Regions from separate parts of the Pan troglodytes genome. Here region 1 is linked to region 2. The links are chromatin contacts, called in public Hi-C maps. All regions are on one chromosome and are shown on one strand. Each heading gives the region's core, a stretch centred on a gene start, on an enhancer-like site or on the middle of the called end of the contact. The rest is flanking DNA. Distances are from core to core; before and after follow the strand shown. Region 1 holds the start of SLC44A1 (solute carrier family 44 member 1). Region 2 overlaps SLC44A1 (solute carrier family 44 member 1).

Region 1 (3,255 bases), core at 285-2,784, 170 kb before region 2:
AGATAACTCGTCCACAGTCACGAACTCAGGAAATGGCATAGGAAAACATCAATTAGGAATTCTTCTTCCCTGGCCCTTTCTGTAGCTGTCCCCTTACAGGCTACCATTCCAACTTTCCTTGGCTTAGATTCCCTTTCAGTGCATGTAAAGTCAATTTAATTCTGTGTTCTTTTCTTCCCTCTACACTTTAACTAATCTTTAAAACTTGATGTCTCATATTTGGTCAATCAGTCCTTTTGGAAGTCTCACTCCCTTGAAGCTTTGCAAATAAAGTTTTTCTTTTCTTTCCTGTGGCTGTCTTTTGAGACATTCTTTGACAAGATGAAATGACATATGAAGGCTATAACAGTGCCTGATAATGTGGGGGTTTTTTTAAACATCATTATCTGTAGTTTTATTTCTTTCACTTTTTAACTGTTTTCACCTCATACTGTATTTCCTAACGACTCGTTTGGAATTGTAAATTTCTTGAAGGTAGTTACCACGTCTACTCTAACTTGTTGCTACTTCCTTGAGTCTTACTGATTTAGCAACAGGAACTTGTTAAGTCTCTTTTGTTCGCCTCTTTATTCCCAGTACCAGTCACTGGAACGTAGTGTGTCTTCAGTAAGTATTTTTAATATGAATAAATTAATGTCCCCTTATTGTTTTTTGTAGACTATCCTGTATAAGAAAGTTTAGCTTAGATCCAGTATGGCTTTGACTTGCGCGCCTGGATAACTTTTTGCCTTTTCCTCATTTCTGGCTATTTATTACCATTTCAACCTTGGGGACATTTCATTAGGTTCTTGGTCCCTTTCAAGCCTCAGTTTCCACATCAGCAAAATGGGGACAGTAGCAACAGATGCTTGTTTCTTCCCGTCTTCTTATCACCTATTCCTTCTCCAGGAAAGGTTTCTTGTGTACGCTTTCCTCTGGAGAAAAAAACAGCCGACGGAGCGGTAAGAAGCCATCAGGATCCTGAGTTGTGCGTCCAGTAGGGAGAGGGAGAAGTCCCGCTTGCCTCCTAGATCCGGAAGCAATCCGGCCCCTTTTTGGCAGCGAGTTGGCCCGGTCTTTGGCTGCCTCAGACCGCGTTGCCCTCCAGCCTCGAGGCAGAGAGCTGCCTCGGTGCCACAGCTAAATAAGCCCGGCGCCGCGCAGCCTCTGACACGCGCGGAAGGGCCCGGCCTTGTTCTGGCTGCCGCCGCCCTGCCACCCGCACGGCGCTGCACTGGGGGCGGGGAGTCTGATGGGAGACGCGCGCGGCGCTGAGGAGGCGGCGGCCCGGGAGAGGGAGCGGGAGAGGGACTGGGCGCGGGAGGCGGGAGGCGGGGGGACAGAGGGAGGCGCCGCCGCCGCCGCCGCCCGCCCCTTTCCGCTGGGGAGCAGCTGCTGCAGCAGGAGCAGAGCAGGAGACGCGTAGCCGCCGCCGCCGCCGCCGCCGCCGCCGCCGCCGCCGGGGGATGTGGCCGGCGCCTGCCCCTAGCCGCGCCGCCTCTTGAGTACCAGCCGCCGCTGCAGCCGCCGCCGCCGCCTAGCCGTGCGGTGCCAGGCCGCGCCCTCCCCGGGCGCCCGCCGGCTCGCATGCCGAGGGGCTCCGGGGCGTAGCTGCGCGCCCGGCGCCGCCTCCGGGCTCCTTCGGCCCCGCCATGGGCTGCTGCAGCTCCGCCTCCTCCGCCGCGCAGGTGAGGGGCTCCCGCCTCCCGGCCGCCCGCCCGGATGCCTCCCGTGCGCCGCGTCGCGCGGCGGGCGGCCGCCGCCCGATACCTCTCGCTGTCCCCAGCCTCCCCTGAGCGCACCGTGCAGTCCAAAGACCCCCACTCCGCCTTTCCGTCCGCCGGGTCCCGCCGATGCCCGTGCGCTGGCTCCGCGGCTGCCGACTCGCAGGCGCCTCTGCGCGGCGCCTAGTGCGCCCTCAGCTCTTACCGGCCCCTTCCCCAGTCGGCCCCCTCCTCCCAGTCACACCTGAGCGGCCCGTCCCGCCCGCCTGCAGGTAGAGGCTGCACTGGCGCCTCCTCTGCCCCAGGTGGCATCCCCTTCCCTGTTCTTCCGGGCCTGGCTCCTCTCTTCCACCTCCGTGGAGTCTCCCCGCCATCCGCCGCCCGTTTTCTGTGCTCCTCGCAGGTGTACCCCCAGCAAGAGCTCTTCACCTCTCCCACCGAATTCCAGTTTCTGCTTCATTAGATATTCTGTCCCTTTTCTCTTGCCCGCTGCCCCCTGGCTGGGTTCAGATGGTTTCAGCGGGTCCCGGAGCCCTTCCACGGCCCGCTCCGCAGACCTCGCTTGCACCCCATCCCCCCTTAGTGCCGTGACCCGGGCCCCGCGGCCTCCGCGCACTCGGAGGCCCCTGCGGGAGCGCCGACTCTGGGCTGGGAAGGAGATTGGGCACCTGGTGGGTGACGGGAGCGCTACGGAAACTCCCTCTTTGTTGCCAGTGTAACAGGAGGAAGAGGTTCCGAATTTAGTTTTTCTGTGGGCACTGGCTGAATGTTGTCGCTGAGGGCTGAGATGCAGAGATTTCTCTCAGCTTCTACCCTGCCCCCATCCAAATTTCGCCAACCTCCTTCTCTCGGATCCGAGCCCTTAACCTGGGTGGAAATGTTTAGACAACTGTACGAGAATCAAATGTAATAGAACTCGACTACTGGCCACTAATAACTGAGAGGACCTGTTTGTAAATTACCTAATTTAGTGGTTTAGCGAGTGTATTTACAAATACTATAAAAAGCAATCAGGAATACTGCATCAAACTGTCTTGTGGTGGTGTATGAAAAATAGGCTCTGACAACGCCTGGGATGTAATCTCACAGTTTCATTAGCGTAGTTTCATTAACTGTGGACTGTGATTTGTTTGTTTTAGGGGGCAGAAAAGGGCTCTTGTTTTTAGAAATAAAGGATGGTTGGTTCTTGGTGAAGAAAAATGCTAGTTTGGGGGGAAAAAATTCCTCCAGAAATCTAGCATCTGTGATAATGCCAGAAGTGTTTTTGCTGCTGCTAAATGACTATATATAACTCAGTTTTAAATAACCTGCATACTTGTTCTGAAAATCTGAGATCTGTTAGAGAGAAAATGACTAGAATTGCAGATGAATTGGGGACATTTGTGTTTTATTAGGTATCCATCCTATCATCCTATTCCTCCAGTCTTTTTTTTTTTTTTTTTTGAGTGTTTGCTTACCCGTTAGCTTTTTTTTTTTCTGCTAGCATTATAGTCAGGCTTTTTGGTGTAGTTAAAGATTCCTATTCAGTTATAATAGCAAAGTAAAACTATAC
Region 2 (3,490 bases), core at 581-3,080:
CCAATGTAAATGTACTGTTTCTCCCTTTGTAATTAATAAGTATCTTGTGGAGACATATTTTGAGACTATGTAAAAGTCCTATTTCTCATCAACTTTTCACATTATCTATTCACATTCTTCTCTGAAACAGCTATTACTGGTGTTTTCATATAATGATGATTTTCTAATTTCATCATTCTTCCTATATTTATTAGCTGGTGTTCTACTGTAAGGAAAATCTCTTCTCACCCACTTAGTTTTTCATCAAATAAATATTTATTCATCAAATAATATATATGTCAAATAAAGTTTTAATTAGTCATCAAATACATATTTATTTGTTGAATAAATATTGATTATTCATCAAATAAATAAATATCAAATCCCAGATTGTTACTTTTTTCTGTTATCTTCATTTATTTTTATGCCCACATTGTCTCAGATTTAGCCAATAGGAGCCCATTCAAGCTGGCTCCTGTACTTTTGATCTGTCCCCATCATTCTTTGAGTACTTCCTTGTTCACTGACGCAACCAGATGTTCCAAGCTCATCTTATGCTTTCCTGGTCTCAACTCTGTAATCAGCCAAGTCTTCAAAGCCCTGGTTCCTTTTAATGGAAACTGGTATTTGGAAACCAAGGTCTGGGCACAATATGTGCTTTTGTGGTAGCTATTTGATAATAGCGACCACGTGATATACAGCAGGAGAAAGGAAATGACTGCATTCCTTTTTTTTTTTTTTTTTTTTTTTTGAGATGGAGTCTCACTCTGTCACCCAGGCTGGAGTGCAGTGGCACCATCTCAGCTCACTGCAACCTCTGCCCCCTGGGTTCTAGCGATTCTCCTGCCTCAGCCTCCCGAGTAGCTGGGATTACAGACACCTGCCACCACGCCCGGCTAATTTTTTTGTATTTTTAGTAGAGACGGGTTTTCACCATGTTGGCCAGGCTGATCTCAAACTCCTGACCTCAGATGATCCACCCGCCTCAGCCTCCCAAAGTGCTAGGATTACAGGCATGAGTCACCGCGCCCTGCCTACTCTGCATTACTTTTTATAGGTCAATCCACACCTGGAATATAAACGAATGAGAGTGTTTTCAGAGACAAGCCTAGAGAAGATATCTACTGGGAAAAGAGACATCTTGGGGTAGAGAAAGGGAAAAGCAATGATTACTATATTCAAATATCTAAAGGGATGTTGTAGAAGAAATGGTGTCTATAGTCATGTCCTGAGCCCCTAAAGGGTTCTAATGGTTGGAAAAAGACTTCTGTTTCATCAGTCAGTTAACATATGTTAATCACCTATTACTATCAGGCTGTGGCAGTGAGTGCTGATTGCCCTGCTATTGCTCTTCTGCCCATCTTTTTCATGAATATAACCCAGATATCATTCTGGTTAGCAAAATGCCTTACTAAAATACTCACCTTTCCATACTTCCCTGAAGCTTGAAGTGGCCGTATGACATAGTTCTGCCCAATGAGATATAAGCTGAAGAATACTGGCAATTTCCAAGAAAATTTCGCCTTCCCGATATAGGTGCCACCCATCTTCCTGGTTTTCCCCTTCTCTGGCCTGTCTGGAATGCAGATGTGATCCTACTCGAAAGAACAAAAGACATATTACAAACACCAACAGAACCACAGACCAAAGATGGCAGAACCAAAAGATAGAAGGAGCCTGGTTCCCAGAAAGCATTCTTGCCTGATTTCTCCACAGTTGGGCTTGCTGTCTTCTGGGCTTACTGTTACGTGAGAAGAATGAATCCCTTTCTTGTTTAAGCCACTATAATAGGTTTCTGTTAAATGCAGCTGAGATGCAGTCCTAATCCAGGCACTGTGCTAAGTCCTAGGAGGGGAAAGGCCACCTAGTGGAGTCACTGGCTTTTCCTGCCTATCAGACAGAATGTGAGGAAGACTTCCTAAAAACTGGAACACTACCAAGATGGACTTAACCCCAGGAGAAGACGTGATCCCCCTGACTACGAAGGAATGTGTGTAGAGGCTGGGTGGTACTTTTGCAGCTGGGATGTTGTAAAGCAGTATTGAGCACAGAGTGAAAGGCTAATTCAATGACCTTTAAAGTCTATTCTAGTGCAAAAATTTTTCTAAGAGTCAGAAAGTTAAAAAAAAAAAAAATAGATGGACTCAGGGCATGCTAAGCTTTCCCTGGACAGTTAGTGTTTGGGTTTTTTTTTTTGTATTTTTGTTTTTTTGAGACAGAGTCTTGCTCTGTCACCCAGGCTGGAGTGCAGTGGCACGATCTTGGCTCACGGCAACCTCTGCCTCCCGGGTTCGAGCAATTCTCCTGCCTCAGCCTCCCAAGTAGCTGGGATTACAGGCACACCCACCATGCCTGGCTAACTTTTTGTAGTAGAGATGGGGTTTCACTGTGTTAGCCAGGATGGTCTCTATCTCCTGATCTCGTGATCCGCCCGCCTCGGCCTCCCAAAGTGCTGAGATTATAGGCGTGAGCCACCACGCCCAGCCGACAGTTAGTGTTTTTTAGCTGTAGTCTGCATTTGGATCCATGATTTTCATTAAAGTTCCTAAGAATGCATGCTCCCTCAGCACCCCCTGGGTAAACATGTTATAGCAATTTTAAGTTTCTAATGAAATTTTTGTTGTAATTTATTTGTAGCAATCTAATTTATCCCTTTTTTTACGACTAGAATTTTTATTTATCTTGGATTTACAAAGTTAATATTGCCGTAAAACATAGCAGCATTTTAATTTTTAGATAGTAATAGATTTATTATTTTTATCTGTGTTTAAAATCATAGTAGTCTGGGCACCGTGGTGCACAACTGTAGTGCCAGCTACTCAAAAGGCTAAGGCAGGAAGATCTCTTGAGCCCAGGAGTTCTAGGCTGTAGTACGTGATGAACACACCTGTGAATAGCCACTGCACTCCAGCCTGGGCAACATGGCGAGACCCTGCTAGAACAAAAAAGAAAAAAAAAACCATAGGAATAAGATGCATTTTCACCACTTTGGAATGTTTATGTCCCATAAATAACCATTAGGTATCTATTTATTGGCAGAGTTTCTGTAAATATATGAATGCTCTTGATGAGAAAAGGAGATTTTTTTTTCCTCTCAGAGTGGAAGCCAGGTTCTTTGGTGGGATACTCACCCATCAAACATAAGAAAGGAAAGGTCAAGACTTTACTGGGTTCTATGGTTGATCCCAAGCCTGAGATAGGAGGATGAGCTGCACAACTTTGTGAAGGTAGCCAAGGGTAACTGGGGAGTTATTAAGGGCACAATAGAGGTTTATTGAGTGAATCAACAAATGAATCCTTTGGCAGCCTGATTGTTCCTGAGTAGATGATTTTGAACAGCCCACAGTTCAAAGATTTCTCAAAGCCCACAGTTTTGAGAAATCAGTGTTTCTCAAAAGGCATCACAATAGGGGGTGCAAGGAAGGTAAAAAAGGCAGCGTTTAAAACAGAAATTACTCAGGGTCTCACTTCTACCTGCTGAATCAGAATCTCTGCAGCCGGCAGACAGAAA

The links. Hi-C and Micro-C count contacts between places; a contact is called where the count stands out from the background.
Region 1: a Hi-C map of stem cell-derived neural progenitor cells shows a contact between it and region 2, with 4 times the contacts expected there. The contact joins the promoter of SLC44A1 here to the enhancer-like site in region 2. A contact is called at or near these places in 1 of 7 Hi-C or Micro-C datasets (stem cell-derived neural progenitor cells) and 1 of 1 datasets of contacts at active chromatin or transcription factors (stem cell-derived excitatory neurons).

Annotation. Positions count from the first base shown.
Region 1 is chr11:33,183,640-33,186,894 of NHGRI_mPanTro3-v2.0_pri, reverse strand. It overlaps SLC44A1 (solute carrier family 44 member 1), which reads left to right and starts at 1,534. Exons shown (of 16, transcript XM_009457052.5): 1 at 1,534-1,667. The coding sequence starts at 1,632.
Region 2 is chr11:33,013,556-33,017,045 of NHGRI_mPanTro3-v2.0_pri, reverse strand. The region is part of intron 15 of SLC44A1 (solute carrier family 44 member 1); the gene reads left to right. Among named protein-coding and RNA genes, the nearest start is that of FSD1L, 29 kb to the right of the region's middle. Within about 2 kb of position 1,830, at least 7 of the 24 cell types and tissues checked have an H3K27ac peak or open chromatin away from gene starts, as enhancers often do. A contact at or near this core is called in stem cell-derived neural progenitor cells, where this site is marked.